2 separate regions of the Anas platyrhynchos genome follow, and region 1 is linked to region 2. Evidence: chromatin contacts called from public Hi-C data. All regions are on one chromosome and are shown on one strand. The core of a region is the stretch at or near the end of the contact, and the rest is flanking DNA. Distances in the headings are between cores, read along the strand shown.

Region 1 (3,286 bases), core at 28-2,527, 210 kb before region 2:
TTGGAAGAGACCCACAAGGATCATCTAGTCCAACTCCTGGGTCCCCAAAGGACCACCAAATAAATAAGACCACATGTCTGAGAGCATTATCCAAAGGCTTCTTGAACTCCACCAGACTTGGTACCATGAGTACTTCCCTGGGGCGCCTGCTCCAGTGCCTGACCACCCTCTTGGTGAAGAACATTTTCCTGATATCCAGCCTGAATCTCCCCTGTCATAGCTTCAAACCCAGAATACAGGCTGTTCTAGAGGAAAAAAGAAAAAAACAAAAAAAAATAATCACCTCTAGTAGAAAATAAGAGTTGATATCCGATATCCTATCTCCTCAACTGTTTTCCTCATGAAGGTGTACGCTGTGTTTCTCCATTTCATGATAAGCTGCAGAGCTCTATTCCTGATAGAGCAGAGCAGTATGCACAGGCTCAGAGTTACTTACAAGAGTCATTCTTGACAAAAGGGGAGGGAAAGAGGCTTCCTATAACTGGCAGATTTTTAGCAACTTCTGAAGTGGCTGGAACAAAAGACAGTTGTACAATTTTAAAACTGGAAAGCAGTATATGAAAGTCTGCTCACATCAGGAGCTCTGAATCTCCTCTTCAAGGGCTAAAGTCCTCTGAGTACTTGTTACAAGAAACTCTTGTTCCTTTTTCAATGTCTCTTGGCACTCTTTGTTTCCTATTTCAACCTGGGATTAATGCCAGTCTGTTCCTGAAGCTGTTTCAAACCTACAGACCATTTGTCAAACCTCTAAACCAGAGTATGTCTACAGTGCGGAGAAGTAGGGTAAAGTTAGCTCATGCTGAGTTCCATGGCTGGACTGCTCTGTGATATCCGAAGCACTGCATTCAACACTAGCTCAAGTACTTCTGTTCTCCTCTGCAACACAGGCACGCTCCCCATGCTTTGCAAAATCCGAAGACACAAAGCCTCTTTAAAAGGGAGTCTTGTACTCTCCATGAAAAATCATAAAGGAGGAATCATGGAAGCCCTTCATGGTCCATTTAACCTAAGACTTCTGTGGATTAATTTTTCATAATAGCTGAAAGCATGACAGGGTGTTGTCTGGAAGACTGGACACCACGTGCATCAGGGCACTGCGAAGGCCAGGAGCAGCGGGGTCACCCTTGGGGCTGGGTCTCACAGCCACAGCCCACCCCACCACCCCAGCCAGAAAGCAGGGAAGCCAGGAGGCAGCCCCAGTTCCCTGGGGATGGGAATAGGGATGGTGTAGGGAAGGCCTGGCTGGGACTCCCACTGAGTAACTCCCCGTGAGTGGGAGTTACGTTTAGGCTTGGTGAGGGCAACCAGAGGCAAGATTTTGGGGGTGGAAATAGGCTGAGGCTGGGTCAGGATGTCAGCCCACAGATCAGATCAGGCTCAGTGACCTGGTGGCCAGGCAGGGCAGGGCTGTGGCTGGAGCCCAGAAGTAACTCCGTATGCTTCTGGGGCTGTCACAGAGGCAGGACTGTGCAGCTTCCCAACACTAGACTGGATCCACATTTGAAAGTTTTAAAACACAATGAAGAAAAAATTATATATAAAGGACCAGCAGGAAATGAAGAGGCTTTTTTTTTTTTTCTTTTGGCAGGCAGAGGGCATACTCAGCCTAGACCTAAATATAGCCTTTCTGTCTGCTTAGGGACTATTTATTCTTTCTGTCTCCTGACACCGGTACACACAAAATCTATTTAACATTCAGCAGATGCAGCCCTTATACAAAAACATACACGCTGTTCCTGAGAAATCAGTAGTTGAGAAATCAGTAGTAATTTTAAGAATCCATCATTGTGCTGGGGGTGGAGAACCAGCCAGCAACACCATGGCAGAGTCATCCATGTCCCAGCAAGGAACCACACTTCTCCCCCAGGCACCTGAAACTGGCACTGGGAGCTGGGAAATAAGGTGGTCAGACTCAGCTGAGACACTGCTAGGGTAAAACTAATCAGCAGTTTTCTACCTGAGGACTTTCTCAATAAAACGCCGGACTATGCTCCCCTCCAAATCACTTTTTCTGTCAGCAAAGTCAGACCCACGGCTCCCTGCCCAGCTGCCTCTAAAGCTTTTTTAGTTTTCTTTCTGCCTCCAGGAAAATGGCCTTTTTTGGATCTTTGCAAGTATAATAACCACATGGAAAAAATAGCAGAAATGAACGTTTCAATGCTAAAGGGTTATTTTCCATACACAGAGACTCTGCTGTCAGTGATTAAATTAGCAGCCTTAATCTCAGCTCATATATTTATTAAAAGAGTTTCATTATATATTAAATAGTGCAGTGCACATATCCTCAATTTAATAACTATTCATCTGGTAAAAGTCTGACAGATCCTGAGCTATTAGAAGTGAACTATTTCACACAGAAGGTTTTGCCTATTTGCTGGCAAAACTTGTTACTGAGTGCGATGAGTTAATTTAAACATATACTGTTTGTAGCACAAAGAAACATTGTTCAACTTAATATTTACTATTATACCTTATTCCTTTGCAGTATCAAGTTTTTCTATAAAAAGGGGTCCCCACAGGTCAGTGGGTCTCCTAGATGCCTGAGGCCCTGTGGGTAGGTGTCCCCAGAGCCTCAGTCCCCATGAATCAGCATTACTCCAGTTGGCAGGGTCTTGTTGGACATGAGGGTCCCTGCCCCCAGGACATACTGGTGGTGCTGGAAGTGCTGACCCAGCTGTGCTTGCAGTCACTGCTGTGGGATGAGCCCAACTTTGATATCACCTGTGCATGGCCAAGGGGGCTACATGGACATGGTGGGGCTGGGGCACACAGCAGGGGCTGGAGCATGTTAGGAAGGAACTGTAGGTGGGATGCAGGATGGACTGGGACAGAGGGAAGACAGGAGGATACGGGAGGACACTGGGGGATGGAAAGGGGCAAGGTTACATGGCAACTCTAGGACCCCAGGGTGCTTTACTCTTTCCCAAAGCATCCCAATTCTAGATGTAGTGGTGTTTCAGGTTGGGCTACTGAGTGAGCACCCAGAGGTTTCATGGCCCTGCCAAATATCCATGGTAATGGAACAGGAGAAGAAAGATCAGTATGAGCACAGATGCAGGAAAATGTACCAGGGACAACTTCTCTAATGGATAATTGTCTTTTGCAATGCTTGGTGCCAAAGGAGGCACCATTCCAAATTACAACAAAAAAATCTGCCAGGCTCATCTAAAAGCAGGGGCCAGACTCACAGTCAACACCCTCCAAAGCAAGGAGCCATCATCAGCACTTGTGGTATCTCAGAGGTGAAATGGTACTCACTCACCAAAAAACAGATTTCAGCAAGAAA
Region 2 (3,623 bases), core at 726-3,225:
TTCTTCTGAAATAAGAGTATTTTCCAAGTTAGTTACTGGTATAATGACAAAGGAAAACTGTGCTTCAAAACATATACCACTGAGACAACCTTGTGGAAAAACAAACCATGCTTTATGTGGAGTCCCAACAGCATAATGCCTTAGAGACACACAGCCTGCAAATGCTCAGGTTCAGATGCCTGCTTTCAAACTCAACCACGCCATCTTATTTAATTCATCACCTTAACAATTACTGTTTAGATGAGATATGCTCACTTTTGTTCTTAGTATTTCTAATATGAGACCACTCAGTGATGGTCTCATGACCATTCAGACCGTACAGCGATGGTCTGCAATAGTTTTCTAGTTTCCAGACCAGATTTACATACAGGCATCTTTTGTTCTAACGCTTCCTATAAACTGCATTGTCGCCCTGTAACATAACGCTCAAGATCAGCCGCATCCCCCTTTGCTATTATTTCACCAGGCTAAGCAAGCCATGCTCACATAGCATTCAATCCCTTGACCTTAGAAACCCATGCTAGTTATCCCTCTTACCACCTGTTTCAGTCTGAATGCATCATTTCTAAACACATGAAACAGATTTTACCCAGTATTTCACATGCAGCCTTACCAGTTCCTTACTTAACATTAATACTTTCTCATCTGTCAGAAATATCTCTGTCAATTAACACCATCCCAGGATGCATCTCAAGAAATTTTCTCCAGCTGGAAGATACATCTCTATCCTCAATAATATTTCTAAATGTCAACCTATAGTGAAAATGCCACACATTTAACAACCATTAAAGTGTATCTGCCATTCCTGACAGTTCGTAGAGCCAGTGTCGTCTGCAGAAGCAACGCGTGCCTGCATTTGCATCCAAGACTGCGCATTTCCAACTCCCAAAACCTTCACACAGTTCCAGGAGGGAACTGGGTTTCTGCCCCACAACACTTCCAGAACTTTGGTCCTGATTTAGCAAAGCATCTGTGTGTTTGGGGAACTTCAGACTGGAAGCGTTCCCATCGCCTTCACTGGATGCTTCTAGAGACCAAAAGCCACTCTTCGACGCTTTGTTGGGCTCGATGCTTAATGCTGCGAGGTGGAACTTCCCGAGGACCCTCACACTTAACTACCCGGCTCTCCTCTAATTGTCAAAGCGTTAAAATGAAGAAGAAAAAAAAAAAGAAAAAAAGCAAAAAGCAGGCGTTTTGTTTATCCACCCCTCGGCACGGCTGTTCCAAGTTCGCAGCGCCCAGCCCGCGCTCTTTGCCTCAGGCACGGAACCGGGGCTGAGCCCGGGGCTTTGCCACCTTCACCAGCCGCCGGCTGCGGGCAGCCCCGCAGCGAGGCGGCACCGCCCGGCAAAGGGAGCCCCGCACGGCCCCGGCAGCGCTCGGCCGGGGGCCGCCTCCCCACAGCCCGTCAGGGAGACAAAGGCGCCCGGAGCCCTCCCGCCTGCGCTGAGGCGGCCGCGGCCGGGCCGGGCACCCCCGGGGCCGCCGTCGGGGCCCGCGTCCCGCCCTTACCTTGATGATGCTGCTGCGCCGCGGGGCGGCCCGGGCCGCCTCCAGGAGGCCGGCGTCGGGCTCCGGGGCTGCCGCCGGCCCCGGGCTGCCGCCGGGGAAGCGCTCGGCGGCCCCGACGGCCGGCACCCCGCTGCGGCGCTCCCGCCTCCTGCCCGCCGCCGCCTCGTGAGGGGCCGCCTCGGGCTCCTCGTCGGCGCGGGGAGCGGCGTCGGGGGGCGCCGGCTGCTCCCGGCCGCCCGCGGCTTCTGCCATCGCTCCGCCGGGGCACGGCACGGGGCGGGACGGGGCTGGACGGGACGGGGCTGGGCTGGGGGACTCGGGCTGCGCGGCCGGCGGCGCTGCCCTCAGCGAGCGGCTCCTGCCCGCTGCGGGGCCATCCCCGAGGGCGGCCCCGGGGCCGGCGGCGGGAGCGGGGCTGCAGGGAGCGCGGCGGCGGCGGCGGCCCCGCGCCGCTCTGACAGGAGCCCGGGCGTGTTGTGACAGGCGGCGATGACGGACGGCGCGCCCGGCCACTCAGCGCCGCGCAACCCGCCCCGGGGGCGCCGCCGCGGCCAATGGGCGTGGCGAGGGGGCGTGCCCGCGGGCCGGGCGCGCGGGGGAGAGCGGCCGCGGGGCAGGTGAGCGCTGCGCCGGCCGTGCCCGCGGGGCGCTTGCGGGGCGCTCGCTGCAGCGCGCGGCGCGGGAAGGCGGCGCGGGCAGCGCGCGCTGAGGGGCCGGGCGGGAGGGGGGCGCCAGGGGGAGCCCCCTCAGCAGCCGCCGAGCCTCCGCCGCGTAGCGCCCGCCTCACGCCGAGCCCGCAGCGGCCCCTGGCGGCCGGCCGGGCCCCGAGCGCCGCCGGGAGGGCGGGGGGGAGGCTGCACCTGCCGCGGGGCTGCCCCAGGGGGTCGGGCAGGGGGGCGTGAGGCAGCTCCTGAGCTCTGGTGGCTCTTACACAGGCTCTGGGTCATGCTGGTAACTCCGCGGTGAAAAAGAAGAGAGTTTCTGACAAGGCTGCTGCGGCATTTGCCACACTCAAGGCGAGGAAATGCTAAATGGGGCAGGTGGAAACCCCACCTGACTTTTTTTTTCTCTCATGCCCTTCAGCTTTGTTTTGTTTTCCATCGGGAAAGGCCACAGAATGCGTAACCCTGGAAGAAAATAAAAAAATACACTGAAGAAATGCTGATCGTTAAATACAGGAGAGAACAAAGTAGTACGGGAGTGGAAGACTCGGTTGCGGTGCACTCGGTTTGTTACCCAAGCGCCTTACAGGGGGGGGAAAAACATTAACAAAAGCTTGTGGTTGTGTAGCTCCGTACAGTCACACAAACTAACCTAAGGAAACTAACTTAAAGATGACGGAAAAGGTAATTACAATGCAGTGTGCTATCAGGAAGAATTATTAACACAGCTTTTTCATGCATTTTGTGCACGCATTTGAAGTTTAATCACCAGATTAATTATTTGGAAACAGCCAAGTGCTGTCATAGCTGCAGCCAACTTCATCCTTTCGAGGGTATTTCTTAACATTTCAAATTAGAGATTTATCTGTCTTCTCCAGATATGTCTGCAGAAAGAATGAAAAAATGCGCTTGTCTTCTGAGATCAGAAGTTCAAAGTCATGTCATTGTCACCTTAAACGATAACCTTTGATATCTGACATCTCTAATGGAAAAGGGTCTGCAAGCATCCTGAAGTTTGTAAGTTTCATAAACATCAAACCTATGGGGAACACAGACAAATTGTATCTGTTTTGTCCCCAGGATGCAGAGGTTGTACAGCTAACAGGGGGTTCAGTAAAACTTCTCTCCAGAAGATAATAAAACATTAACTATTTTTAGTGCTATATTTCTGACTGCACAGCTCTGGATGCCTTTAACATGTCTGTATCTATTGCTGTTCCCAAATACGAAGAACCAGGAATTTGAGAGGAAAGAGCAACTGGTTTTGATGCTTTTCAATATCTTGTTTAAAAAATAAAAATAAAATAAAAAGTTAATAAAAGGAAGCTGTACCCTAAAAGCCTGTGTATAGGAAGTAAATAACAACAAAGAGATTGCTTGGTGCTGAGTGTATTTATCAGATATCTGTAGTAGGCTGATCTGATGCAGTCCAGTGTTCCACAATTGCTT

What was found. Hi-C and Micro-C count contacts between places; a contact is called where the count stands out from the background.
Region 1: a Hi-C map of liver shows a contact between it and region 2, with 2.1 times the contacts expected there. The contact joins the enhancer-like site here to the promoter of PLCL1 in region 2. A contact is called at or near these places in 3 of 8 Hi-C or Micro-C datasets (liver, skeletal muscle and subcutaneous adipose tissue).

What each region holds. Positions count from the first base shown.
Region 1 is chr7:38,875,277-38,878,562 of IASCAAS_PekinDuck_T2T, reverse strand. It overlaps LOC106017813 (a long non-coding RNA gene), which reads right to left. Exons shown (of 4, transcript XR_011810507.1): 1 at 1-3,286. Among named protein-coding and RNA genes, the nearest start is that of PLCL1, 210 kb to the right of the region's middle. Within about 2 kb of position 1,277, at least 1 of the 8 cell types and tissues checked has an H3K27ac peak or open chromatin away from gene starts, as enhancers often do.
Region 2 is chr7:38,669,997-38,673,619 of IASCAAS_PekinDuck_T2T, reverse strand. It overlaps PLCL1 (phospholipase C like 1 (inactive)), which reads right to left and starts at 1,975. Exons shown (of 6, transcript XM_027461756.3): 1 at 1,513-1,975. The coding sequence starts at 1,764. BOLL (boule homolog, RNA binding protein) reads left to right here and starts at 2,051. Exons shown (of 14, transcript XM_072040606.1): 1 at 2,051-2,129; 2 at 2,596-2,858.